Linked DNA regions of Mus musculus: region 1 is linked to region 2. The links are chromatin contacts, called in public HiChIP or PLAC-seq maps. All regions are on one chromosome and are shown on one strand. The core of a region is the stretch at or near the end of the contact, and the rest is flanking DNA. Distances in the headings are between cores, read along the strand shown. Region 1 overlaps Apba2 (amyloid beta (A4) precursor protein-binding, family A, member 2). Region 2 holds the start of Apba2 (amyloid beta (A4) precursor protein-binding, family A, member 2).

What was found. HiChIP or PLAC-seq counts read pairs in DNA pulled down with a chosen protein or histone mark.
Region 1: an H3K4me3 HiChIP or PLAC-seq map of embryonic basal ganglia shows a contact between it and region 2, with 4 times the contacts expected there. The contact joins the enhancer-like site here to the promoter of Apba2 in region 2. A contact is called at or near these places in 8 of 39 promoter capture datasets (the 3T3-L1 cell line, cranial neural crest, embryonic stem cells and 4 more), 2 of 484 Hi-C or Micro-C datasets (cortical neurons and nephron progenitors) and 14 of 115 datasets of contacts at active chromatin or transcription factors (SST interneurons, differentiating embryonic stem cells, double positive thymocytes and 9 more).

Annotation. Positions count from the first base shown.
Region 1 is chr7:64,695,539-64,701,031 of GRCm38.p6, reverse strand. It overlaps Apba2 (amyloid beta (A4) precursor protein-binding, family A, member 2), which reads right to left. Exons shown (of 15, transcript NM_001291166.1): 4 at 5,015-5,493. Among named protein-coding and RNA genes, the nearest start is that of Nsmce3, 170 kb to the left of the region's middle. Within about 2 kb of position 3,866, at least 30 of the 459 cell types and tissues checked have an H3K27ac peak or open chromatin away from gene starts, as enhancers often do. A contact at or near this core is called in cortical neurons, embryonic basal ganglia, neural progenitor cells and 1 more, where this site is marked.
Region 2 is chr7:64,497,357-64,503,429 of GRCm38.p6, reverse strand. It overlaps Apba2 (amyloid beta (A4) precursor protein-binding, family A, member 2), which reads right to left and starts at 1,292. Exons shown (of 15, transcript NM_001291166.1): 1 at 1,177-1,292.

The DNA.
Region 1 (5,493 bases), core at 2,617-5,116, 200 kb before region 2:
ACAACAATCCCACAGAACAAAACTCAGCCCTTTCAAGCTGTACAACGGGGTGGGGGACTACTTATACTACATAGGACTCAACCACCTTGTGTTTGTCTGAATGAGAACTGACCCTGTAGATTCATATATTTGAATGGTTAGTTCCCAGTTAGTAGACTGTTCAAGAAGTATTAGGAGGTATGGCATTGTTGGAGGAGGTGTATCACTGGAGGCCTTTGAGGTGTCCAAAACCCATGCCAGGCCCAATCACTCTGCCTCTTGCCCGCAGATCAGGATGTAAGCTCTCAGCTCTTGCTCCAACACCATGCCTGTTGCCTGCCACCATGCTTCCCATGAGGATCATGGACTAACACTCTAAAACTATAAGCAAGCCCCTAGTTAAACGGCTTCTTTTATAAGCTGCCTTAGTCAGGTGCCTCTCTGCAGCAATAGAACAGGAACTAGCTGACAACCTCAGCACCAAACCTTTGGCTTCTTGAGGAATTCAGAGACTTTGAGCCCCTTGTACCATGACACAGATTCCCCTGCCCTTCACAGTTGCTCAAGAATTTTGTATAAATTGAAGCCAAACAATCACTAAGTCTTCAGCCATGAAGGGTCCTGGTAGGGGTCCGTTATCAGCATTCTGAGCTGGCATTAAGCCATCCTGGAATTGAGTAAGGGATTCTGAACTTTAGAATGAGATTTAGGTTGCCATTCCCCGTGTATTTCTCTTCTAATGAAAAGAAAAGGTCTTGAGGCTACAGGATGTTGGCTGAGCAAGCAGTAGTTGCCCTGCACAGCAATGAATGGACAGCCTGAAGAACAAAGAACTTTCCCCAACTCATCTGCCAACCAAAACACAGCGATCCTCTGCATTCGTGGGTTTCACATCTAAAGATTCAAATGAGTGTGGGTGGGAAATATTCATAAAAACAAAACTGCCTCTGCTTTGAACGCATCCACACTTTCTTGTCAACATTCCAGTAAACAATGCAGGACAACAATTTGCACAGCATGACATTGTATTAGGCATTACAAACCACCCAGAGAGGAGCGAAAGTAAAGATGGCTGCAGGGAGTTAAATATGAGCATAAGTTAAGCTGTTCTCAGGGGTTGGAGCCTGGTGGGTTTGGGGGATCTCAGGAAATCCTGGAAGCTGCCCTCTCAGACAAGCCTCTCTGCTGCAAAGGTGCTGGTGCTGAGTAGCGGGTTCATCAGTGCCTGCAGCCTTCCACCTTGGAAGGAAGCGCCATAAGACACAGGATGTGTCCTGGTTGGCTTTTTGTCACCTTTACACAAACTAGAAAAGAAGAAACACCTCCATCAGAATGCCTATGGATAAACCTGGAAGGCATTTTCTTGGTTAATGATTGCTACAGGAGAACCGATCCCATTGTGGGTGGTACCATCCCTGGGATGGTGGTCCTGAGTTTTATAAGCAGGCTGAGAAAGCCATGAAATGCAAGCAGCATCTCTCCATGCCCTCTCTATCAGCTCCTGCTTTGAATTCCTGCTTTGGTTTCCCCTGTTGATGGACTGTAACTTGTAAGAGGAAACTGGAGCCTTCTGAGCACGCACAGCAATCCAAAGCACAGGCAGATGCTACAGGTCATACACTCCACTTACTGTCACAATGAGCAACTTGCTTTCTACAGAGGCCAGACTAAAGCAGTGTCTATTATAAATTCATCCTCCATGTGTGGGAAGGAATCATCTGACTGACTCCTTCTGTGCCCCAAAGAGGTAGACTGACAGCTGATGGGTCACCTGTGTCTTAATAACTATGGAGACGGTGAGAATGGAACAGTCCCAGTCCAAAGGAAAACAGGCTAAAGGAAACATGTAGCAAAATGCATGAAGCAGTCTATGAAATAGGAAAGGAAAAAAAATCCAAGACAGAGATAAGACGTGGGACCATACCTCATGGCCAAGAGAACACAGTAGGCAAGTTAGTGGTGCGGGAATGTAAAAGGGTCAACACAGACCCTTTTACAACAACATGTATCACTCAGGCCCTGGCCCTCAAGAAGTACAAAAGACAGAAAACACCATTCGTATGTAAAAAGATGTCTGTGCCAGTCTCACATATGGGAGAAAAGGCCACCCACCATCTGTGCCGTAATGATAGCTGTGTGCTCTATGTTCAGTCCTGGGGTCTTCAGGGAACACAGAGCACACGAAGACAGGTCTTTATGCTGCGTAGTGGTCCTGTGGGAAGTGCATGTCTCACATGTATACCATGTACTTACAGTGGCCGAAGGATGTTCCTCAGGACAGCCTAAACATCCTGCACAAAATGACTGAGAGAATCCCTGGGTTCAGATTTGGGATGAGACTGTAACATGAGAATTCATGTATGTTTTCTAATGAAAAGCGGGGGTTGGGGGGTAACCTAACACACTTGTGCTTTGATCGTGGCCTGTCTCAGGGTGGTGGTGTGATAGTTTCTGCTATAGCCTTATGTCAGCACTCAAGAAACCAGCTTTAGAGTATTTAGGACTCTATTTCAGATTAGAGACACTCAAACCATACTTCAAAAACTAACACTGACTATAATTTTTAAGCTTTAAAACAAGTAGGGGAGAGATAAGGGATGCTACCATGTCCCTCCAGTTGGACTTCCACAGCAATGCTTCTCCGATTTGAATGTGCCATCTTGTTGAATTGCAAACAGGTAGTTCTGGGGTGCCCCCTGTTGGGCCCATGTTATAGGCCAAGGGCAAGTTTTACAGAGAAAGTCTACCAGGAGGCCAGGGTGGTTGCTCCAACCCACCCCCGCAACCCCCTGCCTCCTGATTCATTTCTGCTGTAACATTGGTTCTAGGCAGTGCCGCACTAAACACACAGATGGGGCTCCAGGAACTGGGTAGGGGCCTCAGACACTCTGACTCTGACTCTCTGTCCTAGACCAGGCTTTTGATTGTTCCTGGCACAGCTTGTCTGTCCCCAGGGGAGTAAGATTCCTTTTAGGAACACAGCTGTGATTTCAAATGAAGCACCTTCGAAGTATCCAGCGCTGTGCATTTTCTAGAGAATCTGGTTTCCAAGGTGATTCCAGTGGATATTTATGGCTCAATTTATTCACCAGTGGATGTTAATGGCCCAAATTCAGAATTCCTAGTGTGAGATGAGCAACTCGGGACAACAGGATATACAACTCATCTGCATGGCAAGACCCAACAGAGCCTTCCAGAGGAGCACACAGCTCGTTCATTCCTGGGGGCCTGGGCAGTCTGGAGCTAGGTCCTCTAGGCTCTCTCTGGACAGGATTAGTCCATGGATGGACAGACAAACTAATGAATGCATGACTACAAAAGCAATAATAACAAAACAACAAAAGAACCGAATATAATCATTAACTGGCTCTCAGAAGTTTTTCCAATGTCTTGGCTAAGAACATTGCTTTAAGGACACCGTGGGCTGAGAGATTGAAGTACCTGCTTTTCCATTCAACACCTTTCTCTGAAAGAACAGATTTCATTTTTGTCTCCCATGATGGCTTGAGACGTCCCCCAGTTCCACCTGCCACCAACACTCATTTATTTAACCATTTGCATTCACACACACACACACACACACACGCACACGCACACACACACGCACACGCGCGCACATGTATGCGCGTGCCCCAAGCACTCTAATCCAAAGGTCTATGGAATTCTATTCACCTTCATTCATTCATCTGGTTATCATGAAGGAAAGTGAAACACAACAGAACAGCACCCAGGTGTTCTAACTCCGTACCAGGTTCCAAGATAATTTTTTTCCTGACGGACCTTTGATGGGGAGGCCACTTATTACAACAAAGCACAGTGTGTCACATGATCTACGACCCACGCCCATTCCTGCAGTGCCATCGCTGTTGTTGGGGAGAAGCTCGTGTTCTGAAAACGAATGAATAAAAATGTGGGTATTTTGGCCTGAAGCCCAGACCAGAGTCCCAAGCCCCTGCCTCCAACATTTACGAGTACAATAGAGTTTATGCCTCACAGTATGCCCCTCCCCATGAAGGCAGAACTGCTGTCGATGACAGGGCACCCCAAAAGTGAAGTCAGCTGGCAATTACTAACTCAATGAGAATAAAAGGCACCGAAATGTGTGGCGAATCCCATAGCAAATCAACGTGATTTACATTCCAAGCACCAGCTTTCACCCCTGTGTGTGTGTGTGTGTGTGTGTGTGTTCAATTCAGTATGTATTGAATAAATATTCAAACTCATGAAATCTTCTGGGGGAAAATAATTAAGGCTTTACAAACCAGGAAAGCTGTCCATATAATGGGCCAAAGAGAAGTCCTTTATACAAATCCAGTAATTACATCTCCCTGTACACGCTCACAGTGATTTCTTTTTCTGTTTTGTGTGGGGGTGGGGTGGGATGGTGGTTTTTCAGATGTGTTTATTAGACTACATACTTGCTTTGATGTAACTGAAATAAAGAATGATTGTGGTTCTATCCCTCGTGTTAGTATGCACTTCTTCTCTATGACTTGGTCACATTTCGAAATAGTGATTTCTTTTTCCAAGACAGTAGTTTCTCACAACTAAGCGCCCATGGGGTCAAGATGGCTTTGGAGACGTTGCAATGGGCACTGTGAGGTAGGGAAGTATGTGAATGCCTGCATCCCTTTACTGCCATCCTGACCAGGGTCCTGATGGCCTGAGGAGGCCACCTCAGGGAATCAGAAGAGTAGCATGGATCCTCTCCTATCGTGAGCTGAGTCAGGCAGTGGAATACAGCCTGGGTTCAGGGCATTTCCTAGGAGATCAGAGCTGCCAATCAGCCCTTTGGTGGTATGGGTTCCTGAATTTAAGGGATGGATTCCTTAAGGTGACAAGACATTCCTTGATCATCACAGTTACTGAACAATTAACTTAATTCACAGTGTCAACTGGATAGTTGCTAGCTCCCCCTACCCCACCCCACCCCTCCACCTGTCATCACCCCCACCCCCACCATGGGCTTCACTACCTACTGGGTGATATCATACTCTCTAGGGCCACCCCTTCCCTGGAGGTAGTTAAGGCATACCTGCTCTTGGGGCCACTTTGGCCTCTCCTCTGGGGTCCTGGTCTTGGTCTTGAGTCCTCTCTGGAGGTCTCCAGGGTGCTTAACCTCAGGGGGAAGGTTCAGCGACTTGGGCCTTGCTTCTTGCCTACCGGGTCCATGGCCAGTGTCACTGGGTGGACAGGCCTCAGTGGAATCCCCGGGATCCAGCTCCGGCATGTGCTCAGGGCTGGCCTCGCTGGCACTGGTAATACTGGTCATGCTCAGGCTCATCTTGATCTCAGCCACTATCTGGTCGATGTCTTCCTCCTGCTCCTCTAGGTCCCCATCCCCACGCCTCATGCGATAGGGGGAGGCGCCACCTGTGTTCCCATTGGTCTCTGGGGGGTAATAGTCCTGGTAGCTCTCCTTGCTGGAACAGTAGTGGCCATCTTCTTCCTGGTCATGGACCTCCAGGACAGTAGGGTCATCCTCTGGGATAGGCAGGTGGCCATCTGGGTACT
Region 2 (6,073 bases), core at 43-2,542:
GCACCTGCAGATCAGTACTTCAGAAAAAGTTGTTCACTTGGACCCTTAAAGCTTACGGGTCTTTGTTTTCGAAACCACTATCCTTCCTCAAATCTATATCCATAAAGGAAGAAGGGGTCTTGGGGTCTAAGGGGACCGGGACAAATCAGTTCAGACATGAAGAAAGGCCAAGAAAAACAAGCAAGGTTTAAGAACTTCACCGTGCACAAGGCCTGAGTGAGCTGGCTTTATTTAAATTCGAATTTAAGTTTGGCCTCTGTCAAGTCACATACAAATAAACAGATATTAAAGAATTAAAAGTCTTCCATAACTGAATTCTAAGTTAAGACTAGTAGGCTTTATTTAAGGCGCCTACAGCCAGGGCAAGCCCTTGCAGAGCCCCACTGGTACCTGCTCCTATCCCTACCGCACTCAGGGGAAGTTCACCCACAGCTTTGGCATATAGAGGCCTGCTGCCCATACTGCTCCCTGTGAAAACAAGGCTTGAAAAAAGCTGGGATCAATGTTCCCCTTCATCCTCCATACCCAAGTCCCCTTGCCGGGCTCTGCCTGCCAAGAGGAAGCAGCCAGGATAAGGGGCATGTCCCCGCCGCATCCCCCCAGAGAATACGGGGTGTGGAATTTTTAACTGAGTTTCTCCCCCGGGCCTCATTATAAAGGGAAAGGGGAGGGAGGGGTACAGATCAAAGACCGGTTGCCTGGAAGCAGCGAACCCAGCAGCGACCCCAAACTCCCGAGTTGCCGCCCAGCATCGGGACTTGGAATCAGTGCCAAGCAGCTCCCCTCTAGACAACCCCCCCCCCAACGCAATAATAGGGGGACCCAGACGAGTGACCATCTCCTCTGGCCACACCAGGTAGCCCCGCGCCGCCGCTTCGCAAGCCCCTGATAACCTAGCGGCCAGCTGATCCCTGCCGCGCCCGGCCGCTGGTCAGTGGCTCGGAGGGTCCGGTGGGTCCGGAGAGAGAGGGGCGCTGGTCCGTAGCACCCCCCGGTCCCAGCGGTGGCCCGCTCTGTCGACGATGCCCCTCTGCCTCTCCAGAGCCCCACAAGGTCCGAAAGGGAGCGCTGGGACCACAGCATCCGCGCCCCCCACTGCGCCCCGGCTCCCCCCACGCGGAACCGGGCAACCCAGGCTGCTGCCGCGGAGACTCTGGCGCCCCGGGCCCCACTTACCTGCGCCCGCGCGGGTTGCGCGATGCGCCGCCGCCCCCGACTGGGTCGGCGAGGCCGAGAGCGGGGCGCCGCAGCAGCTCTTTGTGAGCCCGCGCCGAGCCGCACACCGAGACTGCTAATGAGCCCGGGAAGCTGGATAGCGGCGGGCGCGCCCCGGACGCCGCGCACGACACGCAGGGCCGCCTCTACCGGGCGCACGCGGCGCGGCCCGGGAGCACCCGCACCCGCACCGCCCTATCCGCCGCCACACCGACCGCCCCCGCTCCTCCTGCGCCCGGCCACGCGGGGTGGAAACGCTTTCTAAAGAGACCTTAGGGAATCAAGGGATTCAAGACCGCGCGGCCGCGCAAAGCGCAGACAAAGATGCTTCGGCGCCCAGCGCGGCGCCTCCGGGTGCGGCGCGGGGACAGCGGCGGGGACAGCGGACGAGCCCACCTGGGACCTGGGTCCTTGGGATACGGGCTGAGATAGGCTCCGCGAGTCGCGGTGGCCCCTTGAGGAGCACACAGGTTCCTGGGAGTGAGCTGGGACCGGCCAGTTGGGGAGCCTTAACAGTCTGGTCCTGGGCAGGCAGAACAGGTGAAGGAGATGCTGCCGGTGCCCGCACCCTGCCCCTGACGCCGCGCTGCCCCCTGGCGGGCTCCGGAGAGCGTGCGGCGCTGAGGGGCTGCGGCGACCGCGCCCTGCTCTGCCAGCTCCGCTCTATGCGGAGCCCCGGCCGGCCCGAATCCCTTGACTCTCTAGGGTATTGTGGCCCCAGAAAGCCTTTCCTGAGGGGCAAGCCTTGTCCTGCTTCCCCACAGTCAATCACCAGAAGCCTTCTGGCCACAAGGTCTTCTCACCCGGTCCCTGATAACCACACACAAGGTCTTCTCACCCGGTCCCTGATAACCACCGAGTCTCTGATACCTGTGTTGCCTGGGATGTCCAGAAGGGAGAGGGCCCCAACCTCTAATACCCCCAATGAGAACCAGTTGGCTACCCTCAGTAAGAAACAAACCTCTTGAAATTCTTGAACGTTGGGCTTTATTGTCACCTTTGACCTTTCACTCAGCCCTATGCATTTGTGGCAACTTGCAGGTTTAAGGCACACAGGGTGCTCTGTTTTAGGGAATGGGGGGCTCCACTTCAGCCCCCAAATGCTTCCAATTGGCCTGGTTCTCCCTCTTCCTCTCTCTCTTCCTTCAGTCCTAGCCTGAGATGAAGGCCAGGTGGCAGAAGATCAGAGGAATGTCACCAAAGGAAGAGGAGGGTGAGTGGGGTGAGAAAAGAACTTCCTGATGCCCACAGTGACAGAGGTGACCCCGAGAAGGGCCTGGAGAAAAACTGAATACAGGGGCAGACCTAGTAAGGACCTCCTAGGCCTGGGACCTGTCTGCCTCCCTCTCTTTCACCCTCCATTACCCCACCCCCCACCCCTACCTCACCAGTCAATAGCAGAGCAGCTCTGGCAGCTCAGGGACCAAATAGGTCCACCCTAGAGCCATTCTTCCTCCTCCTAGAGCTGACCATTCCTTCTTGCTTGTTGTCCATCACCTTAAATATTCTATTGACCCCCCTGACAAAAAGTTCAGCTCAGCTCTAAATGCAAAACTGTTCCATTGCACTGACTGCTAAGTGTGAGATCCAGATGTGTCTGTCTGCTCTGCAGGGCACAGGACATTGTGCACACTAGCAAGCACTCCACCTCCCTACCTGGACCTTGCCCAAGTTAAAAAATAAAATGGGCAACTCACAAGAAAGGAAATACAAACGACTTTTAATCTCTTAGCACTTCTATTACCCTTTCAGGGTGTGTGTGTATGAGTGTGTGTGTGTGTGTGTGTGTGTGTGTGTGTGTGTGTGTGTGTGTGTGAGTGTGTGTATGTATGTGAGTGTGTGTGTGTGTGTATGAGTGTGTGTGTATGTGAGTGTGTGTGTGTGTGTATGAGTGTGTGTGTGAGTGTGTGTATGTATGTGAGTGTGTGTGTATGAGTGTGTGTGTGTATATGAGTGTGTGTGAGTGTGTGTATGTATGTGAGTGTGTGTGTGTGTGTATGAGTGTGTGTGTGTATGAGTGTGTGTGTGTGTATGAGTGTGTGTGTGTGTATGAGTGTGTGTGTATGAGTGTGTGTGTATGAGTGTGTGTGTGAGTGTGTGTATGAGTGTGTGTGAGTGTGTGTATGAGTGTGTGTGTGTATGAGTGTGTGTGTGTGTGTGTGTGTATGAGTGTGTGTGTATGAGTGTGTGTGTATGAGTGTGTGTGTGTGAGTGTGTGTATGTATTGAGTGTGTATGTATGTGAGTGTGTGTGTGTATGAGTGTGTGTGTGTGTGTGTGTGTGTGTGTGTGTGTGTGTAGGTCATTACAACTTTCAGGAGTTGGTTCTCTCCTTCCACCATGTGATCCTGGGGATTAAATTCAGGTCATCAGGCTTGGCTGCAGACACCTCTAATTGCTGAGCCATCCTACCAGCTTACAAACAACTATTAAACATACGAGGGGCTGGGAGTGTGGCTCCACAATGGGACACCGTTGTAGAGTACATGAGACCCTGGCATCCACCCCAGCATCACAAAAGAAAAAGAAAAAGAAAAAGAAAACCGAAACCACACTAAGCTGTCATTGCTTTTACCTGTCAGAGACTCCAGAGTCAATAGCACAGTATGTTCCAGAAGTCAAGGGAAAGCTGGCAGACCTCCTCACAAGCCACAGGAGTATAAAGTGCACAACATCTATGGAAGAAAATCCAACCACTCTTATTAAAACCACACATGCCCATTATTTTGCATTCCTCAGCTTTTTTTAACAAATATCTGTAAAAAGAGCTTCTTAGAAGGGATGTTTATTTAGGCTCAGTCTCTGAGGTTCCAGTCCACTGGTCAGTTGACCTTGGTCCTGACCTCTGCTGAAACAGGACACCGAGGCAGGAGTACACTGCAGAAGAAGCTGATCACCAGGGGACTTGCAGCCCACTTCGAAGGACACACCTCTAATAATCTAACTCCCTCCCTCTGAACCCCACCTCCTCACCCTGCCAGACTGGGGAACAAATATTTAACACACGGGGCTTTGGAAGGCTGTCACCTAAATGGCAGAAAGCCCTTTAACCTACTTCTATCTCCATGTGCATTTCTACAGGAATAGTATTCATGTGCAAAGGGGCTGGGAGCATGGTCACTATAAAGCAAGGGACTATCAGCAGCTTTAGTGCCCATGAATTGGGGACAGCTATGTGCACTGGGAATATTTGAACACTGAAATCACTGAAATCATATATATATATATATATATATATATATATATATATATACATATATATATATATATATATATATATATATATATTCTCTCATATATTACATCCTGATTGAAGATTCCCCTTTCTCTCCCCTCTCTGGTATCTCCACCCAACACCCCCCCCCAACTCACCTCTCCCTGTTCCACCTCCTCTCAGAAAAGTGCAGGCCACAGGAAGATCAACTGAACACTTCGTAACACACTACAATAAGACCAGGCACATGCCATCACATCAAGGCTGGATGAGGCCACCCAGTAGAAGGAAAGGGTCCAACAAGTAAGCAAAGAGTCAGAAACAGCCCCCACTCCCACTGTTAGCATTCTCACAAGAAGACCGATCTAGCCACCATAACACATATGCAAAGAGCCTAGGACAGACCCCAACAGGCTCCCTGATCTCTGCCAGCCCCTCTGAGCCCCAGTCAGTTGATTCTGAGGCCGGTGTTCTTATGGTGTCCCTGGCCCCTCTGGTTCCTCTAACCCTTCCTCCCCCTCCTCCACAGGACTCCCCAAGCTCCTCCTAATGGTTGGCGATGGGACTCTGTATCTGTTCTCATCAGTTGCTAGATGAAGTCTCTCTGGTCTCTTCAATGACAACTCTGCTAGGCTTGGGTCTGGGACATATTGTTAAGTCGAAGAACAAGGAGCAGAGAGACATGCGTGTTCACGTATGTGATTAAAGGGAAAGGAAGCAGAACATGGAAATCTCAATACTTGGGAGGCTGAGGCAGGAGGATTTAGTTCAAGATAACCCTGAAGTACACAGAAAAACTGAAGTCAAAGAGAGGAGAGAGTAAAGGTTAACTCAGTAGATGCCTTCATTCAACTGTAAGCCTCTTTCAGAAGACCACAAGAAATTAATAGGATGCCAGCCATCTCTGGATAAAAAATAGTGGCTAAAATAAGAATAACAGAAAAAGTTTCCATTGGTTATCCAATATCTGTATAATACCCAATATTAGATTATTTGGGTTTTTTAATTATTCATAACTTCAGTTCTTAACTCTTTGGAGGACAAAAGACTTACGATATCTCAACATAGCAAAAAAAAAAAAAAAAAAAAAAAGCTGCTCCTTTGGTCAGGAGAAGCAGAAGAGCTATGGGAAAGGATGGGGATCAAGTCTCCTTCCAGGTACTTCCTCAATCACATGAAGACTTACCACTACGCATCCCTGCCCCTAAACGGTTCCATTAATGTCCACTAGTGCCAAGCACAAGAGCATGCCTTAACGAGGCCTTTGAGGGACTCTTGAAATTTCTGGCCCCTTTCTTTGGCGAGAGAAACCAAAGTAGGTTAAGTAGCAGGTGTATTTCGGCCACACGGCTATGCTACCTATCGCCACCTAATGGTCGTATTCATGAATTGCAGGCTTGCTGCCAGTGTCTGCAGGGGAGGAGTCCCGGACTAGGCCAAACTTCCTGCAAGGCACTGGAACTCTGCAGGCCAGATTACTCAGCTCTGCCATTACTTATTTCTTAAAATAACATAGACCGCTTTTTCTGTAGGGAAGAATATAGACATTTTGAGTTATATACTGGGAAGGATGCTATACCTTAATAACTTGCAAGCAACTGAAAACTTTTCTTTTATTCCCATGCTGACTATGTAAATAATGCAT